Linked DNA regions of Mus musculus: region 1 is linked to region 2. A link is a contact called in public HiChIP or PLAC-seq data. All regions are on one chromosome and are shown on one strand. The core of a region is the stretch at or near the end of the contact, and the rest is flanking DNA. Distances in the headings are between cores, read along the strand shown. Region 1 holds the start of Cobl (cordon-bleu WH2 repeat). Region 2 overlaps Ddc (dopa decarboxylase).

Evidence for each region. HiChIP or PLAC-seq counts read pairs in DNA pulled down with a chosen protein or histone mark.
Region 1: an H3K27ac HiChIP or PLAC-seq map of embryonic stem cells shows a contact between it and region 2, with 3 times the contacts expected there. The contact joins the promoter of Cobl here to the enhancer-like site in region 2. A contact is called at or near these places in 8 of 39 promoter capture datasets (cranial neural crest, embryonic stem cells, liver and 1 more), 12 of 484 Hi-C or Micro-C datasets (adipose-derived mesenchymal stem cells, embryonic stem cells, muscle stem cells and 1 more), 17 of 115 datasets of contacts at active chromatin or transcription factors (astrocytes, embryonic forebrain, embryonic stem cells and 1 more) and 1 of 9 other capture datasets (embryonic stem cells).

Annotation. Positions count from the first base shown.
Region 1 is chr11:12,461,121-12,468,197 of GRCm38.p6, forward strand. It overlaps Cobl (cordon-bleu WH2 repeat), which reads right to left and starts at 3,840. Exons shown (of 15, transcript NM_172496.3): 1 at 3,562-3,840. The coding sequence starts at 3,602.
Region 2 is chr11:11,818,143-11,824,738 of GRCm38.p6, forward strand. It overlaps Ddc (dopa decarboxylase), which reads right to left. Exons shown (of 15, transcript NM_001190448.1): 12 at 4,053-4,151; 13 at 1,149-1,250. Among named protein-coding and RNA genes, the nearest start is that of Fignl1, 12 kb to the left of the region's middle. Within about 2 kb of position 3,654, at least 228 of the 459 cell types and tissues checked have an H3K27ac peak or open chromatin away from gene starts, as enhancers often do. A contact at or near this core is called in adipose-derived mesenchymal stem cells, embryonic forebrain, embryonic stem cells and 3 more, where this site is marked.

The DNA of each region.
Region 1 (7,077 bases), core at 2,590-5,089, 640 kb after region 2:
ATGGCCTTACTTTGTTCACGTCTAAATAAAATCCTGTTTGGGCATTTTAAAACTGATTTAATATCAAATATTTCTGATCAGTTTTTAAAACCTTCCATCAGTTGTAAAAGCAAATATAATTGTGAATTTAATTACAAAGTGCAAAAGGCCTAGTATCTTAAGCCAATTATTATGGGATACAGATACATCCTATAATCACAGTTTTCTTAATAATTATAGACATAAAGTTTAGTGCACGCACGTTAGGACCTCATTTGCAAGTCCCAAATTAAAGAGGCCATAGAATTCAAGCCTGCATAAATGTGGGGATTATTACCTTTCCAGGGTACAGTCCTGACACCCAATAATAATCAAATATGCCTTGCATGGGAGATCATGAGAGAGAAAAATCAAAGGGTGGCCTGAATTCTAGAATCCCATAAGGCAGGAATGACTCAACTGTTTACAGATACCTTTGAAGCAATTTCCGTGGCCCTTCAGGTCCATCAGGACCATATGATATGATATGATATGATATGATATGATATGATATGATATGACATGATATGACATGATATGACATGATATGACATGATATGACATATGACATGATATATGATTGATATGAGATGATAGAAATTATCTGACTATTTGACACTGTAAATGTCTAATTCCTCATGGATAAAGATTATAGCTACAAAAAGTAAAATCCCTAGGTGTATTGCCCACACCCAGAGGCTTAGCATTACTTAAGTGAGTTGACAGAATAAAGAACAGCTCAGAAGTGACATCTTTAAAAAGGCAGCTCAAATTTAGTATAGAAGTTTTATGACAGATAATCCTTATTTTCGCATTATTAAGGATGGATCTAGAGACTCTTAAATACTTTAGCCAAAAGCAAATGTAATATGTAGCCACTATTTCTTTAATATGAAAACACTTATGGTTTAGTACAAACAGGAGTGTATGGCTGCTCATACTGGACGCCAACAGAAATAGGCCCTCTGTCTTGATACTGTGTTCTAAAATATTTCACTAGCTATCACTTCTGACTAGGTGAAACTGACTAGTGACAGGTGAGACTAGTCAACAGGTAAAATCACTTCCTACACTAGCCAGCCAGCCAACCTGAGGTCAGTCCCTGTGAGAGGAGAGAATTGACCCCCAGGCTTCCCTCTAATTTCCACTAAGGCATCACAAAATGTGTGCAGTCACATTCAAACACACACACACACACACACACACACACACACACACACACCACACACACTTTAACAATGAGCTCTAAAATTCCCTAAGCAACACATTAAATCTTCATACAATCTCCTTCCCAGGAAGATGACTGTCACAGTTGCTGCTTTTATGGAAGACAGATATGATTTCAGTCCAAGGAAAAATTTGCATTTGTGTTCTTAACAAAGATAACACTCTAAGGAGATGAATTTATATTCACCAGCCCATCTGTCTTTCCCTTCACTAATCTTTCTCTTGTCCATTGCAACCAGTCTACAATGCTCGAGGATGACTGAGGTGTTCTCAATAACAACAAATTTATCCCATCAGTTGTGGCTGTCACTTGGGGAAAAAGAGAGTTTATACAAAGTAACTTTATAAGTAACCTCTGTGGTATCAGATAAAAAACAAACATCCCTCAAGCACATTGCAAACACTGCCTAGTCTCAAGAGATAAAGAAAACAGTAATTTCAGATACAAGCCAACAAATTCTAATTGCTTTCGATAACATTCTGAAGCCCCAAATGTCACAATTCTTTATGATAGGCAATCAATACACCTTAATATAAAATATGCTTGCATTTCTTTCTTTGCATTCTAACTCAAAATACGTCATACTAAACTTGTAATCTTTGTTAAAAATATATAAGCATATTTATATTTGGGGGTGTTTCTTTATTCAAGGTATAACAAATGAGAAACAACAATAACAAGTTACAAAAATAGATCTACATTTCTTGGACAAAGAGGTGGAAACAATCATATAACATGCTGAAGGTTCAGAGGCATCAAGCCTTGTAAAGCTTTACTCTCTCACCCATAGCATAGCACCTTGGTTTTCCCTTGTGACACCCAGTGAGGAAGACAAACCTGGGTTGGCCTCTTGGCTGCCTAGGGAGCAGGCTGGCTGGAGGACATAGGGTGGTTTCACTATTACCAGACACCTTCATCAGTTTCTGCACTCTATGGATCTTTGCAGGCACCCTAAATATTCCCTTTATATTTATTTATTTTTTTAAAAAGTGGTGAAATAATTCAGTCCCCTTAAATAGAGTTATGTAACAATGTAGAAAAGTCGCAATTTTAAAAGCAATTCTGTTTACATCTCCCAACGTCATTTTAGGGGCTCTCCATTACCATGAAAAAGTATTCCCATATCTATTTTTTAAGGGGAATTTGTTTCTTCAAAGGATTTATATAACCACAACCACACCTTAGCGAAGAAAAGTCTTAAAAAAAAAATTCCGTAGCTTCAAGATTATGAGTTAGAAATGTATCTTACTTTTTTGGAAGCCTCCAGGGGAGATTTTAAGAATAAAGAACTGGTTTAGACGGCTTTTATAAACACTTGGGCAACAAAGTCAGTGGGCAAGGGATCGGGTGAGTCAGTGGGACATAACTGCTAAAGAAAAGAGATTTGTTGTCCCCAGTGCCGCCTTAGAAAATCCAGCTGCTCAAGTGGAAAGTGGGCCATTTCGGGAGCAGGTGCGGACCCACCCCAACTCATTCCATTCGCAACACTCATAACACATTTGCTCCAGAAAGAAGAGGTCAAAAGCCAGCCCCACGGCGCTCTCTGAAATCTACCAAGTCTGCAAGGGTTGTCAACTGTCCTGGCAGAGATGGGCACGGAGGGGCACGATTCGGGGAGTTGGGGTTAAAGGGCAAGTCTATTTGACCTGTGTTAGGCAAGTTTCTCTTGGGCAAGTAAAATCCTCAGTGTGACAGGGAATCTCTGTCCGCAAGGTGTGGAGACAGCAAAAAGAAACTAAAAGGGTTGAGGCACTAGAGGATCCTGAAGACAGGATTGACAGCTCTGCTTTACAGGTCCGATGAAGAAGGTCCTCACCTCTTCAGACACAAGGGAGATCCCAGCACAAAGGCTTGGGCAGAAGAGTGTTCATGAAGTCCCTTCCCCACACACCTCCCCAGATCTCCTGGCTACATGGGTCCCAACAGACCAAGTACCCCCTTGTCATTGAGGTAGGGAGCAGCGGGCCACAGGGCCTGCGAGGAGTGGCTGGAGGAACCTGTGTATGGGACCAGACAGACTCAGCTGGAGTTTCAGGCCTGGATTTTCCTTGTCCCCCTCCGCCCGTAATTGCCACTATTGCAAGGGGCTGAAGGCAGCTCAGAGCTGGGGTTCTGCACGGAGGGACAGCACTCCCTCCACCCACCCACCCCCCAACACACACATACACAAACATACACAAGGGCTTTCACAGCAGCACCTCTCGCAGAAAGTGTTCCCGAGCAAGGCCTGCCACGGTTACCGGAGCAACGACCCAGGCGCCCCAAGTCCTCAACACCTCGGGAAGAGCCACGCCCGCCCTCGTGGGCCCGCTTACCCTGTGGGGGGCTTGGCCGCCAGTGCACGCGGCGCGTCCATGGAGCCGGCGGGTTGCTCTGCCGGCCGACTGGGGCGCTGGCTGCGGCGCCGCCGTCCTCATTCACTTTTTCCGCGCTGACCCATCGTCCTCCCACGCGGGGCTAGCGAGGACAGCGGCCGTGCCGAGAGGACGGAAGCGACCTGGGGCGTCCGGGCGGGCGGGGGCGTGCGGAGAGAGACGGACGCGGCTACCCCGGGCGCGGGAGCAAGGTGCGCCGCCCCCCGCCAAACTGGCTCAGCCGCGCCCACCGCGGCGCCGCCCCGTGCCCGCGCGCCGCTCCCCAGCGCCCGCCTCTCCGCGCGCCCCCGCTGCCCGCCGGAGCACACCTGGGCGGGGCGCGCGCCCCGCGGTGGGCACCGAGTCACCTGCCCAGCCGGCTGGAGGAACTAAGCGGGCAAATACCTGGCCACCTGTGGCTGCGCGGGGCGAGGCGGGCCGACTAGGCTGCGAGAACCGACTTGAAGGAAGAGAGAAAAATAGACGGTCTAGCGCCTCAGTTTCTGCCCCAGAACCTAAAAGAACCTTTGTTAGAACTAGAGATCTACTGTAAGGGGAGGGGAGAGTGGTCCAAAATGAGGTCCTTGGTGTGCAGCATAGGAAACTGGAGAGGGACGCAGCTTGGGGTAAAGGGGCACACCTTTTTCTGAGAAATCAGAAAGCAGTGAGGCTGGAGTGTGGACATCCAGTGCCAACAAGAACTGCACCTGTTTGGATGCATGCTTCTGCTTGCCAGCCTAATTGCCTGGATAGTAATGAATGCTACTGTGGCCCCAGCCCTGTGATTCCCATGTTGAGTGGTGAGCAAAAATACCAGCAGAGGCAGCAGGTGCTGAGGCCTCACTGCAAGTCAACCTGAGGACCCAGCACCACTAAGCTTCCCTTCTCCAGCCTGCTAATTGACCTTAGGGGAACAGGAAAAGAACCTGATTGCTATGAAGTTCCGCCCTTCAAATACAGCAGTTGTACTAGGTTCTCAGGATTGGAATAAAATGCCAGTAAGAGGCAAAATTCTGTGACTGAACTCTGTATCCAGAAGCTTGCCTAAGCTTTTCTTCCTCTGAACCCCAACTTTCTGTTTAAGGAAAGAGGGGAGACCAGTGTACAAAATACAAGTCCTGCAGTAGCCTTCTTTGCTCCAGCCACAGTGCCCACTCAAAGCAGGTGAACCACTTCATACCTACAGCAGAGCCTGGCTTCCTTTTGAACACAATACTCAGAGCATTTCCCCACCCGAGGGCTTCTGGGATCTGCAATGTGTATCCTGCAGGCTCTGCTCAGATACCTGCTCCTCAGGGAGCTCTTTTCTGACCTCTTTGTCGCAAAGGACATCCCCACTCTCAACTCCCATCTGCTTCTTGTCCACTGTCTTGAGTTTTGTTTGATACTCTTGCCGATTGTCTTGATATTCCTCATGGAAGCATATCACTTTATCTTCTGTGTGTGTGTGTGTGTGTGTGTGTGTGTGCGCGCTTTATATGTCTGTTTATAATCAAAATGCTTACATGCTTTTATATTTATATAAACTGAGTGTATTAATTACGCATGCAAGAGGTATAAATACATGTAGATATACATGTCATATTGAATATGTTTACCTTTATGTGTTTGGAATGGGTCTCTTCCCCGAAAATGTGACTCAGTGTAGAGTGAGCCTTGTCTGGTGTTTTTCATTACTCTTAGCCTTTAAGACAGTGAATGAGGGTGAATCAGGGCTCACTACATAAAGGGAACATTGAATGAATTGAGTTTCTAGGCCTCTCCCAAGCTCTGGGTCTGGCTATCGGAAGGTCTTTCCTGGAATCTGTAAGATCTCTCTATGCTCTGGACACTACTTTGGGAAAGGGTAACCTGGGAGGGGCCGGTAGGCCAGGAACTAGGGGCCTGGACCCCAGTGAGAAGTAACAGTGGGTACAGAGAAGCCAGAAATCATGAGCATGGCAGATAGTTGGTTGTCAGAGACAGAATACCACAGAAAAATCACGAGAGGATGGCACTGCCCACCTCCAGGCTGAGCTTCTGATTTCTGTCCTAGGAAAAAGGCCCTGGCAGTGCTGGGCCTGGACAACCTCCAAGTCTACAGAAGCCACTAAACACCACAGTCTGAGAAACCCAAAAGGGAAATGGAGTGGGTGGCACAAACTGAGAAGAGTTATCACAGTGAAGCAAAAGGCAAGATTAGGCTTCATACCAGCAGGAGGGTCTAAGCACCCAAGACCTCTGCTTGCTGTGTAAATAGGTCAGCCCTGGCATTCCCAAGCCAGCCATCCTAGTGTAAAGTGTGCCAACAGATCCATCTAAGCACTGTTGTTTCCAAAAGCATGTATTCCACAGATATACATGAAGGCCGGTAACGGGTAGAACTAGACCCATTATTAAATATTAAAATATTTTAAGTGCTGAGGGGTTGGGGATGTATTTATCAGTTTGCGTTATTTGATTAGTCCTCTTGGACTGACGATGTTAGGTTCATCAGGCTAACTCTCCCCATCACTATGTGCCCTTGATATGACCCTGGACCTTCCTGGACATCCTATATCTACTAGAATAAACCTAGACCAGATACAGGGTGCCCAGGAAGGCCCAAGGTCATATGAAGGGCACATAGTGAGGGGAAGAGGTGGTCTGTCTAAGTCAGTGCTTCCTGAATTTGAATGTTCAAAGGATGCATATTCTGATCCAGTCAGTGGTGCACCAGAGAGCTTTTGTTCCTAATGGGCTCTCAGGGATGCAAAATTTGTTGGCCCAAGGACTGAAGGTCACACACAGTAGCTTCTGGATTGATCTTGTACTGACTGGTAATGTTGGCCGCAGCAAATTCCTTTCCTTTAAACATTCATTTCCTTCTGTGAAATGTGAGATCCGTCTGAACAAATTCAGGTTTTGTGGGGTCTTAACCTCACATGACTTTAGGAATCCTTTAAAAATAAAAACATAAAGCATACCAAATTATGCATGGGCCCTTACTCACACAAGTGAGGCTGCCTACCAGCCTTGACATAGCTCTCACTACTCTTCTGGCCAAACGACTGTGATTAAAACACATGTAAATTGCTAAAAAAATAAAAAAATAAAAACATGATTGGTGTAAATTGTGACTCCAAAGTGGTTGTTTATTGTACAGACTGAATTTGTGGCTTTTTAAAAAAATAATAAATAAGTCCTGGTCTATAGTATACAGGATTTGGAGAGAGGTTCTGGGGAGGTAAGATGAAGCAAGGACAGATTGTTCAATCTCTAATCTCACATGGTAGAAGTCCTGTAAGAATAGGAGAAATGTCAGCATGCTCTGAATATGCACAAGAAAGGCTGTGTGAGTACTCAGTGAAGGGTGGCTGTGTACAACACAGGGAGCAGCCTCTCACCATAACCCAAGCCCGACAGCCTAACAGTCTTGTCTGCTTCAGCCTCAAGGGCTCTAAAAATGAATTTCCATCTTTCAAGCTGTCCATTCCAAGGTATTTTTGTTATGGCAGT
Region 2 (6,596 bases), core at 2,404-4,903:
CTTGAGGCATCCCACACAAGCTACCTATGGCCCACTTTCTTGGTCATTCTATACATCTTCCTTAGACATTACATTTCATGCTTGCAGAAAGCATGGGGCTCCTCTCTAGCACTCACGCCATAACGCTTGTGATTGATCCTTCTAGAATCTCCCAAACTTAGATCTTATCTCAAACCTTTAAGAATCAAGATGAGGGAAGGAGGTGGTACAGGGAGTGCAACAGCATGAAAATGATGTATCCCAGATTGCTCCTTCTCATGACTGTTGTCTAAGCTTGAACAAGGAGGTCTCCTGAAGACCTTTTGAACTGATTCAGAAACTTCCAGTCAAGTGTAGTGGCATGTGTCTGCAGACCCAACTACTTGGGAGGATTGCAAGTTTCAGGTCAGCCTGGGTAATATCTTGGAGCCCTTTTCTCTTAGTTTTTAAAAGGGGAGAAAAAGGAGGCAGGTTCTGGTATTATGGCATAGTGTGAACTTGTCCTGAATCTGTGAAGCTCTGGGTTCCATCTCAGTACTGTAAAAAGGAGGAGAGGAAGGCGAGGAGGAAGAAAACAAAACATAAAACTGTTGGCCTATTAAAAGCCATCTTAGTAACGGCCAGAGCATCTGGTTTCGTTTATAAGACAGTGATGAGCAGGGCCTTTTGAGTAACATGGTTGTGTAAGTCTCTGCAAAGATAGCTTACTCCCGTGCCGATCTGGGCAGGCTTCCCTCCCAAGGAGAACACAGAACTCAGGTACCCGCTCTGCACAGGAATCTTGTGGAGGTATATATAGCCAGATGACTAGGACAGTGGGGTTTGTTTATCAACCCGGTTCCCAGATGTGCTGATGTTGTGTGTCCACAGGTGACCTGGTTACTGAGGCCACAGGCAACTCAGCAGAGGATTACAGTTCCAGAGGTATTGGATGGACTCTTGGCATTGGGTCAAGAGGAAAGCATCCAATCACATCAGAGGAAACTGGGCAGCAAGTCCATGGAGGAGAGTCTACTGGGCCAGTCAGCCAGCCAGCGCGGCCTGCTTAGCACCACAGGTCATGTTCTGTAGCCCTTGGCAACTGGTACACAACTTTGCTTGTGGATGTCCTGAATAATACTTTATTGTGTTCAACAAAAACAAAGATGGCTGACACTGGCATAACATACCTTTAGCCGGAAGCAGACCAACCCAAGAATGACTTCTGTGCAAATTTCAAAGCGAGGGTCCTGGCGTACCAGTGACTCAAACTCATGAGACAGCTCCACGTGCTGGAAAAAGGGAAGGGAAACTTGCTGTCTTTCTCATCACAACTTTAGCCTAACCCTGGCCACCCAGTACCTTATAGGGCTGCACATCTATTAGTCATTCACATGCGCTGAGCAATGTCCTGCATCCTCACCAGCATTTCCCACATAGGTTGAGAAGAAACTCATCTGCCCTATACCACAAGGATTCCAGCTTCCTCAAAAAAAAAAAAAAAAAAAAAAAACCTCATTTTCTTCTGTCCATGGATCTATGTTTTAACCCCCTTCCGTTTATAATTTTATAATAAACATTATAAAGAAGTAGTTGAAGATTCTAAAAGAAAAAAAGGCCACCTTGACCTCCTCATGATAGCTTTATTAATTTGTAGATAGGAAACTGAGACCCTGCAAGAACAAGTGTCATAGCGTAGGCCTCAGTCATACCTGGGCTCAGCTGAGATTCACATCAGCTGCATCTGATGTGTACACTGGGGTATCACTTCTGCAGTAAATGGGATAGTGATCCCAGCCTGATTCCAACTTACAGACAGGAATCACCCTAACCTGCCACATTCAAGAGCTGTGTCCCCTCTGGTGTGATGGTGTGTGCCTGTAATCACAGCACCTGGAAGATTCTATGAGCCTGAGGCCAACCTGATCGACATACTGAGCCCCAGGCCAACCTGATCGACATACTGAGCCTGAGGCCAACCTGATCGACATACTGAGCCCCAGGCCAACCAAGGCTACATACTGAGACCCTAGCTCCAAAATAATAAAATAATTAAAAGGAAAAAGAAAACGCTATGTGATCGCATTGAATACACCAACTTATTTAATCTCTAGATGTTTAAAGAATTCAAAAACTGATTAAAACCACATATGAACATTTGCTCACTCTCCAAGGGCACACTTAGCTAATTGGAGCCTCCTGGCATCCAGCACTACCTTCCACAAGGCCCATCCTTTAGAGGAGCTGAAGCACACACAGCTTGTTTGGTCATAGATGCCACAGAAGCAATTGTCTCAAGTCTTCCCACCAGAGGGCACCAAAGATTCAGGACTAAAATGCTCTTCAATTAGCTCAAGCCTAGGAACGCCATCTTTGACCATTCCTATGGTCTCCTGTGAAGGCTGGATTGGGGCCTTTCCAGAAAGAGGTGTGGTGTGTCTTTAACCTGGCACAAGCTAATCGCAGTGAGCTGTCCTGAACTGAGAGTCATCACCACCTTTGACTGATAAACCACTTGGGGTTTCTTTCTTATTACACACAAGTTGACTCACCCTCCTTATCCCGTTTGCAATTGGATCAGGGACTATCTAGAAATCTACACACACTCTAGGTTTCTAGTTCTTTCCCCTGTGTAGCTTCTTACACTGCTCAATGTTTGCATACATTTCCTTACAACAGTTTTGTGACCTGGACAGATGCCAGTTTAGAAGAGACACGGGTACTCTTCTAACAACTGCTTTTCTGCATCCTGTCATAGAAGAGGGCCCGAGACACTCAGCCCCTGCCTTTAGCTGCACATCTGGTAATGCAGTGGGACTTAAGGGGAAAGCTGTCACCACCACAGGCTGGAAACCACAGGCATGCTTGCCTCATCAAGATGATGTTGTGGCTTAGAAAGGACTCAGCTGAAGTCACTGGGCCCTCTGCATCTGACTAAATGGGTAGACATGTCCTGGCTCATACTCAGGGCTTAGCCTGGAAACAAACAAACAAACAAAAAAAGTAGGGTAGTAGGACTTAGAATAATAAGCGGCTCCTCAAGCTACTTTAAGGCACATCATAGTGACTGGGTGGCTTATTGGAACCGAAGTTCCATACTGCCCAGAAAGCCTCCTTGAGACAAAAGGACTAGATGGTATCTATCCCAACCAACTCAAAGGTTTTCTTAGTTTGGGAGGTTTGGGTTGTTGTTGCTGCTGTTGTTCGTTTGCTTGCTTGTTTTATTTCATTTTGTTTGGCGGTAGTGGGGGAGAAAAACATTATGCTCTCATTACTAGTATTGCTCCGTCAAAATTACTGCTGGATGGATACGTGGAAAACATTAAATTTACACACTGCTTTTAATTAACTTCCTGGAGCTGATAACCTATATTCTAATGAAAGTGTCTTAGAAGATACATAGAACCAGTTTGTGAGTGCCTTAATCGTAAAGGCCCAAACTACTGCCTGATTCCAACGCTGTGCTTAAGGAAAAAAAAAAAAAAAAAAAAAAAAAAAACGCTCTTTCAGACAACAGCAGATCATGGCTGCTCTCACTCTCTTTCCAGCCTGAACTTTCCAGCCCCGGGCTGGGCCTCCCCTCCCCTCCCCTCCCCTCCCCTCCCCCAGAAGCTCTTTCCTATGTAATCCAGACATTTTGGCCTCTCGCTCCCCCTCACTCCCCCCTCTCTGCATTCTCTCTCCCTGAACGCGCATGCTCTTTCTCGCTTTCTCTTCCCCCTCCCCTCTGTCTCGCTCCTCGTGGCGCCTCGTTCCTTGGGACCAGTGAACTCGCCCCAGAGCTGCTTCCCAAGAAACCTGCCTTTATTCAAACCTGGTTTGAATTGACTCGTTTCACTGGGGGAGAATAACTTATCACATCCATTCCTCTGTCCCCAAAGGCCTGTCCCTTCTAGGAAATTGTCTGTCTCTGCTTGTATATGAAAATTCTGATGCCCTCATGTTTATGAAAGGGCCTCATGATGTACTTTTCAGAGCTTATCCCTGTTGTTAGGCAATGCATGATGGTGTTTGCTTACAAAGACACCTGAATTCGTTTCTGAGTTTCCTACGACCGACCGTTAGAACATTAGATAAACAAAGAAGGCAGTCACCTTTCGGATGTAAGCCTGCAGCCCCTTGACTCCGTACATTCTAAAAACAAACCACATTTTCAAAGAGCGAAATCGTCGCCCCAGTGGGATCTGCCAGTGCTGAAATAAAATATAAAGAACCCGTCAGTGAGAACAGTGCAAACAGCCAGGCTCCTTTTCAGCTTCCCAGTCAGCCGGTTTCTTCTGGAAGCAGCCAGTTTCCTATAGAATGGCCGTTTCCCAGCCGGGAAGGCGTACAACTTGTTGTGTGAGCTGGGGAGAAGAGAGGGAGAAGCTGCCTTCACATCCTGTGGAGATGAGGACAGAAGAAACACTGAACGAGAGGCACTGAAGTTTACCATTTTCAACGCACAAATGTCTGCTGAGTACACCCCAGAGGAGGCACTCCAGGAAGAAATAGGAATGATGTGGTCCTGCCCTAGGCAGCTTCCGAGGGGGCAGGAGGTCATCCAGGCAGAGAGAGGGTGCTGAACTCCTTGTGTGTCTGCCTTTCTCTGCCTGGATGCACTGAAGCTGCACTCTGAAACAGTATCAGCGCCTTTGTCTCACTGACCTCTGGGGAGTGACCCCTAATACCCTTTTACCAAAGAAGCCTGCCTCTGCTTCTCCTAGCTTTTCCAGACGGTCATCTGACAGGCTGTTCACACTGGCTCCTCACATTCTTCTTGATGGTGATGGATGATGGTTGGAAATGCAATAAAAGCACGTAGGAAAGGGCAGGCATGAGACACAGGCCTGTCGGGAGGATGGCCTTGCACTACTTCCTGGCTTTCTTTGAAATTCTTTTACTTGGGCTTACAAAGGGCGGGCTGGGGGAGGGGAGCTCTTTACTTCTTATCTAGTCCGGAGGCTCCAGTCTCCTGGAGAGAAAGCGCAGTCTCCCTTCTGGGTGGTGTTCTACAGTTGGGAAAAGCACCCTAAACTCGCCCGCTGTCTACCATCACAGAGCCCACTAAGAATTAGCTTTAGCTACAATTAAGAGTGAGCTCCGTGCTGCTTCTAGGAACACAGAGTTTATTTTTAAATGCAGTCGTTCCTCCCTGAATCATGAAATCTGAGACAACACCAAATGTATATATGCTGTTTCCCCTATACTTGTATGCCTATGGTATAATTGCTTTTTGTTTGAGGCACAGTCTCATTATGTAGCCCCAGCTGGCATGGACTTAGTAGGCTAGGTTGGTAGGCTAGGAGAACCTCCTGCCCCTGCCTCCTGAGTTCTGGGGTTAAGGGTGTGCGCCATCAGACTTTACTCCCTAGTTTAATTCCTTATTATTAAACTGTTTCTTTATGAAGGCCTCTGGTTTTCCTGAATTATTATGCAGCAGTCCTGCAACTTTTACCAAGTATATAAAATCAGAATGAGACAATAAGGCCATAGGATGTGCGGGGTTTTTTTGTTTGTTTGTTTGTTTTTCCATTTTGCTTCTGCACAGTTTAAGTACCATTGTGGGGAAGGGGACATCTGACCTCATGCCAAGTTCACTTAAAACAATGGAGGGTCTGCTGACAATTGCTGACAGACTTGCCAAGCTCTGTTTAACGTAGAGCTTTTCCTCTCAAAAGTCTGGCATTTGTACCCCCCACAAGAGTAATACAAATCCAAAGCCCACAGAAGTGTCAGGATGAAAAGATTTTAAGTGATCTTATCCTCAAACTACTTTTAATATTATTCTTATAGTATCCCTTAAATTGTGCTTTCTAAAAGGTAACTTGGATCCTAAATAGGGCTAGCTTGTACAAAGTTAAAGGAGAAAATGGAGTGTTCTCTTGGCCATACCCATAGCTGCACAAGTCCTAGCTTTTCCCCATAGCACAAGCTTCCATGAGACTCTGGCCTGGGAGAAGATAGGATGAAGATTCCCTGGTAACCTGCACCTGCCAGCCTGCAGCTGTCATCAGAAGAAGGAAGGGTACTCTGTGTCTAGGAGAGGCAATCCTGCTACCCCTTATTATCAGTGGCTGACATACTGCCCCAAGAATTTAGACACACTACTTCGGACAAGATGCTTTGATAGTGTCTTGTGTTCACCATGCACACCCGCCTCCCCACCCAGCAAATAAGCCAGGTCAGATTTTTTTTTTAGTCAGAGAGGCAGCAGATGAAGTGGGCCCCTTCGTGTTCTGAGAGAGACAGCAGATGCAGTGGGCCCCTCATGTTCCCAGCCCGGCTTGGCTTCTATTCTTGGAAGAAACCTCCCAGCATTACTTGCGGTTCCAAATTCCTTTCCAGAGCAAAGCTGGGACATCCTGGTGTTTTCAAAATCCAGAAAACATTTGTGGTGAATATTAAAAAAAAAAAAAAATGGAGAAAGAAGTAAAGTGAGTAGAGGAAAGACTGCCAAGACTACGATCCTGTCCAAGAGGCTGGCTCTTCTCTGACTCTGCCCTAGCACTCCCCAGGACGCTGCCCCAAGTACAGGCAGAAGGCAGAAAAAAGGGCCACGTGGGCTGTGAAGACCGACCCTTGATGGACGTGGCAGAGATGCTTACGGCAAAGCCACCTAATATGTCTGTCAGAACACATTTAGAAGCTGCCTCTTG